Regions from separate parts of the Mus musculus genome. Here region 2 is linked to region 1. A link is a contact called in public Hi-C data. All regions are on one chromosome and are shown on one strand. Each heading gives the region's core, a stretch centred on a gene start, on an enhancer-like site or on the middle of the called end of the contact. The rest is flanking DNA. Distances are from core to core; before and after follow the strand shown. Region 1 has its middle 12 kb from the start of Gm46916. Region 2 overlaps Bmp2k (BMP2 inducible kinase).

Region 1 (5,317 bases), core at 888-3,387:
AATAATATTAAACCCCTTACTCTAATCACCACATAAAGGCTCTGACTCTTAACTCTACAAATTGGGCACCAGGCCCGAGTCTGAGCATGGGCCAGAACAAATCATACTCAAAGCACAGCACATAACTGCTTAAATCTTAAATTGTACAATAATTGCAGTTTTATTTACCATTTATTTTCTACCATTTTTGTTCATTGTATCTCTGTTTGGGTCACTGTTATTATTGTCTTTTCTTCTCCTTTTCAGCTTTATTTATTAATTCTTTCAATTAATATTTTGCTACATATTCACTGTAGCCAATCGTTGATCTAGATTTAGGGAATGCATCAGAGAACATGATCAAGTTCCTGGTATCTTGGTCAGGTATTCTAATTGAAAAAAATTGAAGATAAAAACATATATTTACAATACATAAAATTAGGTCATATGGGAAACACCACAGCAGACCGTGGCAGTGCCCATGGATAGAGAATGATGTGTGGGTGGTTATTCTAGGTACTTTGGTCCATTTTGGTCTCTCCCACGAGATAAAGCTGCTTTTGGTGTGTTGCCTTTCTTCTCAAGTCCTTCAGGGTAATTGTGAGCTGCTCCTGCATCTCTTCTTTCTCTTCTACCCTTCTTATATGTTCCTCAGCTCAACTGCCCTTCACTCTCACCCTTCCCATGATGCCCTTTACTCCCACCCTTCCCTTGATGCACTTCACTCTCATCCTTCCCATGATGCCCTTCACTCCCACCCTTCCCATGATGCACTTCTTCCCATGATGCATTGCTGTTCCAGTCTTGTATGGTTCTGGACGCCTTACTGTCTTTTTCATATTCTCTCCTATCTCTTCCAGGAGTTTCTTTAAACAGCTTAGTCCCATCATAAAGAATTTATATGAGTGCTTAAGACACAACTTAATACTATTCATATGTGTTAAAAACAGCGAATTTAGAAATAATTTGTGTATAAATCAGAGAATTTCAAACAGGCTTAATATACTTCTGTATATGGTATAAGGGGCTCTGAGGTTCTCCTAACTACCCTGAATATACTGCTTACACTTACACAAATATAAATTCAATTATAGTTTTGCCTTTATATATAACTACTGTGGTGGCTAAACTTTAGGGCCAGTGAGATGGCTCATCAGGTAAAGGTACATGCTACCAAACCTGATGTCCCTAAGACCTACATAGTAGAGAGCACCAATTCCCATAGTTGTCCTCTGACCCCTACATGTATGACATGACATGCATATGTATGCATAATACATCCAAACGTGCACACTGAAATCTGGAATGGAAATGACCCAGAAACAAATCCACATCCAATTTTCATGTGACTCGGATTTCGAGCAGAACCCAGACCACCTGTTGTTCATTTCTCACTGTCTGGAACTCAACCCTCACTTCTCAGTCTCCTCCAGAGAACCCAGAACAGGGATTTGCACACATTCTTCTACTAAATAAGTAAATCCAACACCGGAGGAGATCCTAAGAGTTTGATTAAACTCCATGCAGAGACTCAATTTCCAAGTTTCTGAATGAGGCCTTTGGGACCATCTGCTGTCAGTAACATATGCCAGCGCTCAGCATAATACCTGAGTTGTAATTAGTATTGAATGCTTTGATGAACGATGAATGATGAACGGGAAGGGATGGACGGGCCAGTTCTGGTAATCGAATATGCACAAATGCTTTGGAATAATTTGATTCTGTAGCATACATCATTTGGAATCAATGTCAGCCTTTAGACACTTTCGTTTTCATAATATAAAGTAGTTTTTATTAGAACAGTAAACATGAAGCTGATTATCTACTCGGATTCAAAGGCCTACCGAAAGGGAACTTTACACTCTAATTAAGAACAAAGCACCTAATTGCATGAGATTGCACTTCAGAATCACCTCTTTGTTTTTGTTTCAGCTTAAAATGCTGAACCAGGAATCAGGGAGACAGGAACAGTAGAGGAGCTATCCGAGGACATAATTAATGGGTCGGGTTTTGTAACTGCTTATGAGCCGCACAGGTTAAGCCCGAAGGATAGCAACGGTGCTGTCGTTAAGAGGCTTAGCTGTTGGTTTTGCAGGCTCCTAGGCTGCATTCTGTCTGTTTGCCAAGGCATGATGAGTACGAAGCTCTGCCTGCTTTTTGGTTCTCTCCTGCCTCCCTGCCTTCTGACGCCAGCTTCCGGCTTAGCTTCATCCCGATCCATGTGACCCATCTAGTCATCTGGGAATTTATGAGAAGGGAGGCTTTCTCGATTCACTTCAAACCTTCTGAATCAGGATCAGCACTTTAGTGAGGTCAGATGCCCACATCCTAATCTTAGACAGCGCTCTGTGCTCTGGTCCAGCACTGAAAACCTTGGCTATCCAATTCAGGATGGGATGGGGGAGAGAGCACTCAGGATCACGGGTTAGTGTGTGGAAATGAAAATCCCTGGCCCCTGACATAGAGATTTTGATTGGGTGAGTTTAGATGGGGCCTAGGAAGCTGGTTTTTCTTGTCTGTATGCTGCTGGCCTGGTTCTGAAGCCAGGCTCAGCTCTAACCTTAGCTTTCCATACAGTTTGGTTTGAATCCCAGTTTCACCAACCTGTGATGTTGTACCTCAGTCTCTGCTGTGAAATGGCTTGCAGTGTTGGCTTCAGAATGGCTCCTCTCAAAGCTCTTACTGAGGTAACATAGTCTCAGGAAGGAAGCTTGCAGCAGTTTGGCTTAAAGATTTTACATAAGACTGAGGAAATACCAGCCGCTCATATTTAGATGCTGGAGATGAAGTTTCTAGGGGTGATTAGGAGGCACTAACATTCGATTGGTTCTCAGCAGTTTTAGGGACCTTCTCCTAAGCTCCAGATTTGGAGTTCTTTCATCATAAGCCTCAGAGCCAGTCCCTTCCCAGTTCTAGAAGGCCATCAGGTAGCTCAGAATCAATACATTTGTAGAGCAGGGCCTATAAACAGGTTGAAATCTGGGCAGGGGTAAAAGTCTGTGTGGCAGTGATCTCTCAATAGTTTTATCAGGGAGCCACCACTGGGATGGAACTCCAACAATTCTCAGTCTTGTTGCTACTATTCTGAAGAGACAAATACTACAATAAAGTCACCCATGCTGGAATGGCTAGCAGAGTTGGGCACCTTTAGTGACAATCCCCACAGACTCCATCTAATAGAGTGGATAATTTCCCAGTGTGAATAGGTGTACCTGACTAGATGGCTAGCAGCCAGATCTTTAAGCAATGTCCATCACACCATATGAATGGGTGTTGTCCCATCTTCTATAGCTTCTATAGCTTACTTCACTAGAAGTAAGTGCCATGAGACCGGATTTTCTTTTTTCTTAGTTTGGGTTGATAGTGCACCCTTCGAGCCCACGGTAGCTTCTCTATAAACGTTGAATGAATGGATGTGTGACTATGGTTTGTAGGGCTTGTTGGTTCACAGACAGACTTTGGAGTCAATACCTAATTCTCAAGTTGTGCTAACCCTGAGTGGGAACTTAACTCCTCTGAACTTCTATGCTTAGATTTCCTCATTCCTAAGACATACCGAACATAACACATTCCATCTCATACAGCATAGTGAAGAAGTACTTAGAACACTATCTATACTTTTGGCTATTATTTTATTGACTATAGTGTGACAAATCATTCTAAAACTTAGTTTTTGAATCATAACCTTCTTTACTTGCTTATAGCCTTATTTCATCTTAATGTCTAGCTCTGGCTGAGATAAAGATGAAGCTGTGTTCTACTTGCTTTGTAATTTCAGAATACTTGGCCTTGTGGGTCAGGTGACTCTTTGCTGTAGGGAATTAATGCACTGTAAGGTAACATCACACATTCTGCAGGAGAGTATCATGGAAATTGTATAGCGGCTCTCCCTCCTAGTTTCCACTGTTTTCAAACACTGTAAATGTTCTCAGGGTGAGATAAGGGGTTCTTATATGGTTTAGAACTAGGGAGTCAAAGCAAATAATAGATCCAGCCCAGATTGAAGGCATAGGAGGGGCTGGATCCCAAGAACAATGATTCACTGGAGACGAGTGAAGGTCAGCATGAAGGTCTCTGACCCTTCCTGTCTAAGGAACAGGATTGTTCCTGAGCATTTCTTACAGGATGAACTCTGCCTCTGGCTTTTACTAACAGGCACTCTTTTGAACCCCATGCTCGAGTGTCCCCCTTCATTGTTGGCAATGTTCTGCAGCCTTCATGTCTATTTTGGTTTCTCTCCTGTAGCATTCTTGTGATCTGTCACTTCTTTCCACCCATGCATGTCACTGAGCTGTTCCTACTGCTCATATCATAGCACATGACCAGGCTCTGGAGACAGATAGGGCTCATCTGGCGGCCTCAGCACCCTACCCATATACCCGCACGATTATGCTGTCTTCCTGAAAGTGTGTGCCTTATCACCCCCTCCCGCCCTCTCCCTTAACTCTTTTCTCTTAAAGATTCGGTTTATGGGCCCCTCTTCTAGGAAACTTTCCAGGAAGGCCACTCTCCAATGTGATATAACAGTTTCTTGAGGGAGGAGGCCATTTATCTGACAGATTTCATCTCATCTCCATATTCTCACTGTCGTATGGATGAGTAACAGAGAGGCCTTTCAAAGCAGAGTTTAATGCTTAAAGAGAGGCTTGTAAGGACAGCAGGGAGTCTTGAGATGATCTAGACTCTAGATTCTCAAGGAATCCAGAGGAAGAGCCTTGGGGTGGTGGTTGCTAGCTTACAAGCTGCAACCCAGAGATTAGTGAGGCTTGAATAGTAGTCGTGGTCTCTCTCTCTCTCTCTCTCTCTCTCTCTCTCTCTCTCTCTCTCTCTCTCTCTTGTGTGTGTGTGTGTGTGTAGAAAAGTGAAGAAGCTAGGAGTCTGTAAGGAAAAGGAGGAGTGTAATGGGTGGTTATCTATCAGGCAGGTAACACTGTTAGGGTTTGGAGGTCAAGGTGTAAGGGCTTCCTAGTTCACACGAAGATACTAGAGGAGTTTCTGTGTAGAGAAATGACCGACATTGACCTCTTCTCTTGGGATTCCCTGCTCCCACATTCAGAAGACTGGCAGGGGGGATCGGGTTCACTGGGCAGGAAGCTGATGCAGCAGAGGGGATGGCGACCTTTCCTGGCAAAATGAACGGAATGGATGGGAGTAGAGGTCACTCCAAGGCTTGAGGACGACGAGGTGAGGGCTATGTTCTGACAGGGAGCTACTTCTTGGAGAAGGAAATTCAAAGTTCAGTATGGCTATGCTGAGTTTGAGACTCTTATTACATATTTAGTTGGTTGTGTTCTAGACGGTTAACAAGTATAAACTGTCTCCAGAAACTGGACATGTG
Region 2 (5,317 bases), core at 843-3,342, 100 kb before region 1:
AAAAGAGATTAGGGAGGAGAAAGAAATCTAACAGAAAGGAGAGATCAGAGAGGGTAACTGAATATATGCGGCATAAAAGTACAATGAATATGTATCTGGGGGGAACAAGAGGGCTATGGGGGGACAAAGAGGAAAGGACAGTGAGAAGGTTAACATATATAATATTACATATGTACATATATTTCATACATATATAAGAATAACATAAAATCCATTACTTTGTATGCAAGTTTTTTAAATTAATAAAAACACTGGATGAGAAAATAATCTAAAGAGAAAAATCATTTCACCGACCACTGGGCAAGCATTTTTCAAAAACTTTTACCTGCTAGGGACCTTCCCAGCATCACAGAGTTTCCAGGGGAAGGCAGCCAATGAGGAAGCAGTCTTGGCGATTTGGATCATGCTGATAGCAGATGGGATTTAAGGGGTCAATACTACTGATGGAACAAAACTGAATGCCCAGCAAAAAATTCTGAACTCTTTTTTTTATCTTAATCGTACATAAATATAGACAGACAGACAGCAGATGGGCATTTGGTAATTAATTCCTGCTGGCAGCGGCCTCAGGGAATTAAGTAAAGGACTAAGTGTAGAGTTCCTTTCTCCTTTGCCCTGGAGCCTCTCGCTGGCCAGGTGAGAGGCTTACACTCCTTAACTCTTCATGAACCAAAGAGAAAGGAAAGGAAAAGAATTTAAATCTTTTACACAGGCAATATGCACAGATTCACACGCACACTCATACACACATACATTCTAACCACCTGTCTCAACCAACTCCACAAATATTTAAGTGTGTTTACATACATAGACATATACGTATACATGTATATATACATAAATGTACAGATGGGGCTGAGCCCCAAATACCATACATAGACATTTGGTGGATGGATGGATGGATGGATGGATGGATGAATGGATGGATGGGGCAGAGGCCCCGAAGGCACATTTTATTTCTTTTCTCTGGACTTTCTATAGACAGAAGTTCTTAGAAAATAAATAAATAAAATGTTACACAAAAGGGGAGTTACAGAAGGATGTGGGCAGTAAGTTCAAAGCAGTGTTCCAATCTGTAAGCTCATTATAAGTTCAGAGCAATGGTTTCACATGGCCTTGCTTTATCATAGAGCACATCTGTGGCTTCACCCTTGGATCTGACCTAAAATGAATGTTTTTCTTTGATCACAAATTTGTCTCAAGCCTATTTCTCTTTTCAGTGTAATTGTGAAAGTTTACTGTATTCTTTATTACACAGCCTTTACCTACCTTCTATGAGGAGTGGGCACATTCTATACTTGCTTCAAATTTTATTATATCTTTTTGGCAAAATAAAACCATCTTTTAAAACTTTCTTCCTAAAATTATTTTAACCAAATGAGGAATTTTATAAAGTCATTAATTTATCTAAACAGTATTAATTCATGAAAGTTCATCTTTATGTTGATCTGTAGGAAATCTACCCAATAGGGTGGGCTATGCCCAGGAATCCTTATACTATGTAATAGTGATAGGAAAGGTATATGAGCTGCAAGAAGCACTCCTGAGATGAAATTTCTGAAGGCCCTGCAATTCAGTTTATCCATCACAGCCATGCAAAAACAGTGGGCCACCTCCAGTAAAGTCACCTGCATGCCTTACCCTATCCAAGATGGCTCAGGACAACTCTCAAATGTTGCAAAGACCAGAGTAAAGGGGACTGAAACTGTGGCTGATGCTGTAAGTTCCTGGAATCTTTGGGTCAAATCTGACTGTTCACAAATTGTAAATGAATATTCCTCTTTAAAGTTTCCTTTACGAGAGGTGTGTGTGAGAGAGCATGTTCATGCAGGTGCCCTTGGAGCTGGACTTACAGGAAGATTTGAGCAGCCTCATGTATGAACTGGGAACCAAGTGAGGGCTTGCTGGAAGAGCAGCAAAGGCTCTTAACCAAGGCGCCATCTCTCCAGCCCCCAGATATGTTTAATATAATCCTCAGACAAATGCACCGGCATGGAAGTCAAGAACTGATTGTAAAGCTGTTCACCACCACACTACTAATAACAGCAAATGATGTCACTGGGGACTGGAGGGATAGCTCAGCATCTGCGGGTAATCCCTGCTCTTAGAGGATCAGGTCAGGTCCCATCACATACACAGTGGCTCACAACTGTCTCTAAGTCCAGTTCCAAGACATCTTTCCTGGACCCTGCTACCAAGTATATACATGGTATACATATATACAGCCAAAACATCTACACACAGAAAATGATTTTTAAGTGAAATGGGAATGATATACAAATGAGTTCAAAATGTCATCTCTCCTATCCATGGATTTAATATTCCAATTGATGCATTTCAATACCACAAACTCATTGCCACAATGTGCGAGGTAATGAATGCAAAGAGAAGCATCGCCTGCTGTCCCTGAGCCTAGACTTACGTAGTAATAAGTGACAGCTACCATCTCATAACACTTCTGGATCAGGCTTTATGTTACGCAGACAGGTAAAGGTCTCAGGAATCCGAGTAGACAGCTACACATGCTTTTATTATGTATGTTAGTTTAAAGAAAATGGGAGAAATGAAACTCAAATCGGATTCATGACTCAAATATGTATTCTTAACCACTACAGTATCTGTAATAAAAACTTAAAACAGGACAGATTTGTCAGGAAATATTATGTAAATAAGGGTCTTCTGGAGGTGACTCTTCAGACTACATCTTTGACACCTTAAAAATTTAAATTTACTCTATTGGAGATATTCTACAGGAATATCTATTTTAGGCATTACACAATCATAATGCATTTTAAGACTATAAAAACAGGCCAGATGGTGGTGACATATCCCTTTAATCCCAGCACTACAGAGGCAGAGGCAGGCAGATCTCTGTGAGTGTGAGGTCATCCTGGTCTACAGAACAAGTTCCAGGATAACCAGGGCTACACAGAGAAACCCTGACTCAAACAAAAAAGCATTATAAAAACGATTTCTCACAATCAAATGAGACAGTGCTTATGCTGTCATCTCCACATGGCTCCTTCCCCAAGGCTCGAGAGACCTGTAACACTACGAGATGAACTTGAAATCCCTTCCTGTCCAATCTAAGTCTCCTGCGCTTGTACAGCCAGCCTCAAAGCTCTCGGCTGATGACCCAAGAGATGAGCTTGGGTCCATATATCAAAGAGATGACCATATATCAAAGCAAACCGAGACTTCTATAAACATTTATATCACTAATAACTCTGCTTTGCCTTTAGAAAAAAATAGTTCAGATTCAGTGTATCTGGTTTTATGTTGAGGTCCTTAATTTAAATAAAAAAGGTTTGGTTTACGGGACATCAGTAGACAGTTTCTTGTGGTGCGTGTGTGCGTGTGTGCGTGCGTGCGTGCGTGCGTGCGTGCGTGTGTGTGTGTGCGTGTGTGTACATGAGAGGGCTCATCCACATGCAGAGGACAAAGGTTGGGGTCTGGATGTCCTCAGTCACTGTCCCACGTTTTTCTGTTAAAGACAAGTCTCTCACTAAGCTGTCATTGCAGTTGGACTGGCTGGCCCTCAAACCGGAAACAGGCCTGTCTCTACCCCTAGCCCATCCCCCGCAGCGGCCCACTCCCACCACACCGTGCACCACCTCACACCCAGGCTGGGTTGCGGAAGCACACTGCCATGCCCATCTGTCTTTACTGAGGGGGCAGGGATCTCCACCTGGGTGCTCATGCCTGCACAGCGAGCACGTTACTGACCGAGCCATGTAGCCAGGCTTTCCTTAAAGCACTGGGCTCTGTGCTTTACGATGGTCAATTAAATTTATTTATACTCCAAGGCAAACAAACCTTATCGAAAGGTCAGAATTGCAAAGGCTAATTACCTTTGGGTTTGTGGTTGCTGAACTCCCCAGGAGCAGGGACTTTGACAGGCGTTGCTGAACTCTGAATGGTCAGCACACTGGAAGTGGCAGCAGTGGAATTGGCCTTTGGTCTTTGTCTTGGTGCAATTGAGGTTTCTGTTGGTCCAATGGTATCTGTTATTCTATAATAGAAAAATATAATTCATTCCAAATAATGAAATTATCTCTAAATTACTATTCATTCTACAAAATACAGACACAGTTGATTATTACAGATGACCACATCAGTCATCTGGTTTCCTTCTAAGTATCCACCTCAGAATATCAGCTCAATAAAGCTAATAAAGAAAACAATACAGGCAGCCATAGCTGTTGAAACGTCAGCCTGCCAAGCTGGAAGTACAGGAGACTTAAGGGACAGCATTACGACTGAGAGTGCACAGAGAGCAATGTTCTCACAGGGTTTTGTACAAAACCCAGATCCAGTTCTTTAAAAAGACACAAGAAATAATCCCCCTCACTTGGACTCAAGAGAAAGAAAATGCTGTCTGTCTCCTAGAGCAGGTAAAACCAGAGAAGCCAGTGCTTGCCAAGTCAGGCTGCCTGCTCACCCAACCTTTGTTGTCCTAGAACACTGAATGGCAATCAGGAGAAATGTCTGACTGGGACTCCGCATAAGCCCCAAATGCACACAGCAGAACAGCAAGCACAATTTTGAAAACAAGGATTAGCAGACATAAGTGACATTTCAAAACAACAATAAAAATAGGTAAATTTATTTTTAGCATTCATACATGCACACAATGTATCTGAAACAAATCCAATCCCCAAATCTCTCCCCTCCAACTTCCTCCTTATTTCCCTCAAAACTTGCCCCTCACAACTTCATGAGATCTTTTGTTTGTTTGTTTGTTTTTGATACCCACTCAGTCCATTTAGTACTGCCAGTATGTGCATGAGTGTGGGACCAATATAATCTGAAAATTACATATTTTTTCAACTTTGCTTTCTATACTTATAAACTCTATAAAACATTAATAAATCTCTCCTATATTTTTAGTGACTTCACTTAATATGATTTCAAATGATTTAACAACTAACACTGTATATGCCTGATTTATCATGCCCACAGTTCCTGCAGCACACACTACCCCTCTTTCATAATACCTCTATGTACCACTAGAGGGAGCCCCCCAACACTTATCTTTCTAAAAGGAAAGTAACAAAAAACTGCATGACAACATTTCAGAAAATTCCGGTTGGTACCTTAAAGGAATTCAGTAGGTGATAAAAAGAAAGACAGGAAGTAATATAGAAGGGGGTTGTTTGGGAAGAGGAAGTGAAGGGGGGCAGTGGGAGGAGACAAGAATGGTAAGGGAAGCACACATGATCAAAAGCTATTATGGTGCATGAAGTTATTAAAAAAAAAAACTTTGGAAGGCAATTTTTTTTCCAGAAAATTGTATAAGCATATTGTAGGTATGAGG

What was found. A called contact is a pair of places that touch in the nucleus more often than the background predicts.
Region 2: a contact with region 1 is called in a Hi-C map of rod photoreceptor, with 1.9 times the contacts expected there. The contact joins two enhancer-like sites. A contact is called at or near these places in 5 of 484 Hi-C or Micro-C datasets (embryonic fibroblasts, liver, nephron progenitors and 2 more) and 2 of 115 datasets of contacts at active chromatin or transcription factors (fetal liver and microglia).

Annotation. Positions count from the first base shown.
Region 1 is chr5:96,950,936-96,956,252 of GRCm38.p6, reverse strand. No RefSeq gene overlaps it. Among named protein-coding and RNA genes, the nearest start is that of Gm46916, 12 kb to the right of the region's middle. Within about 2 kb of position 2,137, at least 31 of the 459 cell types and tissues checked have an H3K27ac peak or open chromatin away from gene starts, as enhancers often do. A contact at or near this core is called in rod photoreceptor, where this site is marked.
Region 2 is chr5:97,055,561-97,060,877 of GRCm38.p6, reverse strand. Bmp2k (BMP2 inducible kinase) reads right to left here. Exons shown (of 16, transcript NM_080708.1): 10 at 3,852-4,012. Among named protein-coding and RNA genes, the nearest start is that of Paqr3, 53 kb to the left of the region's middle. Within about 2 kb of position 2,092, at least 8 of the 459 cell types and tissues checked have an H3K27ac peak or open chromatin away from gene starts, as enhancers often do. A contact at or near this core is called in rod photoreceptor, where this site is marked.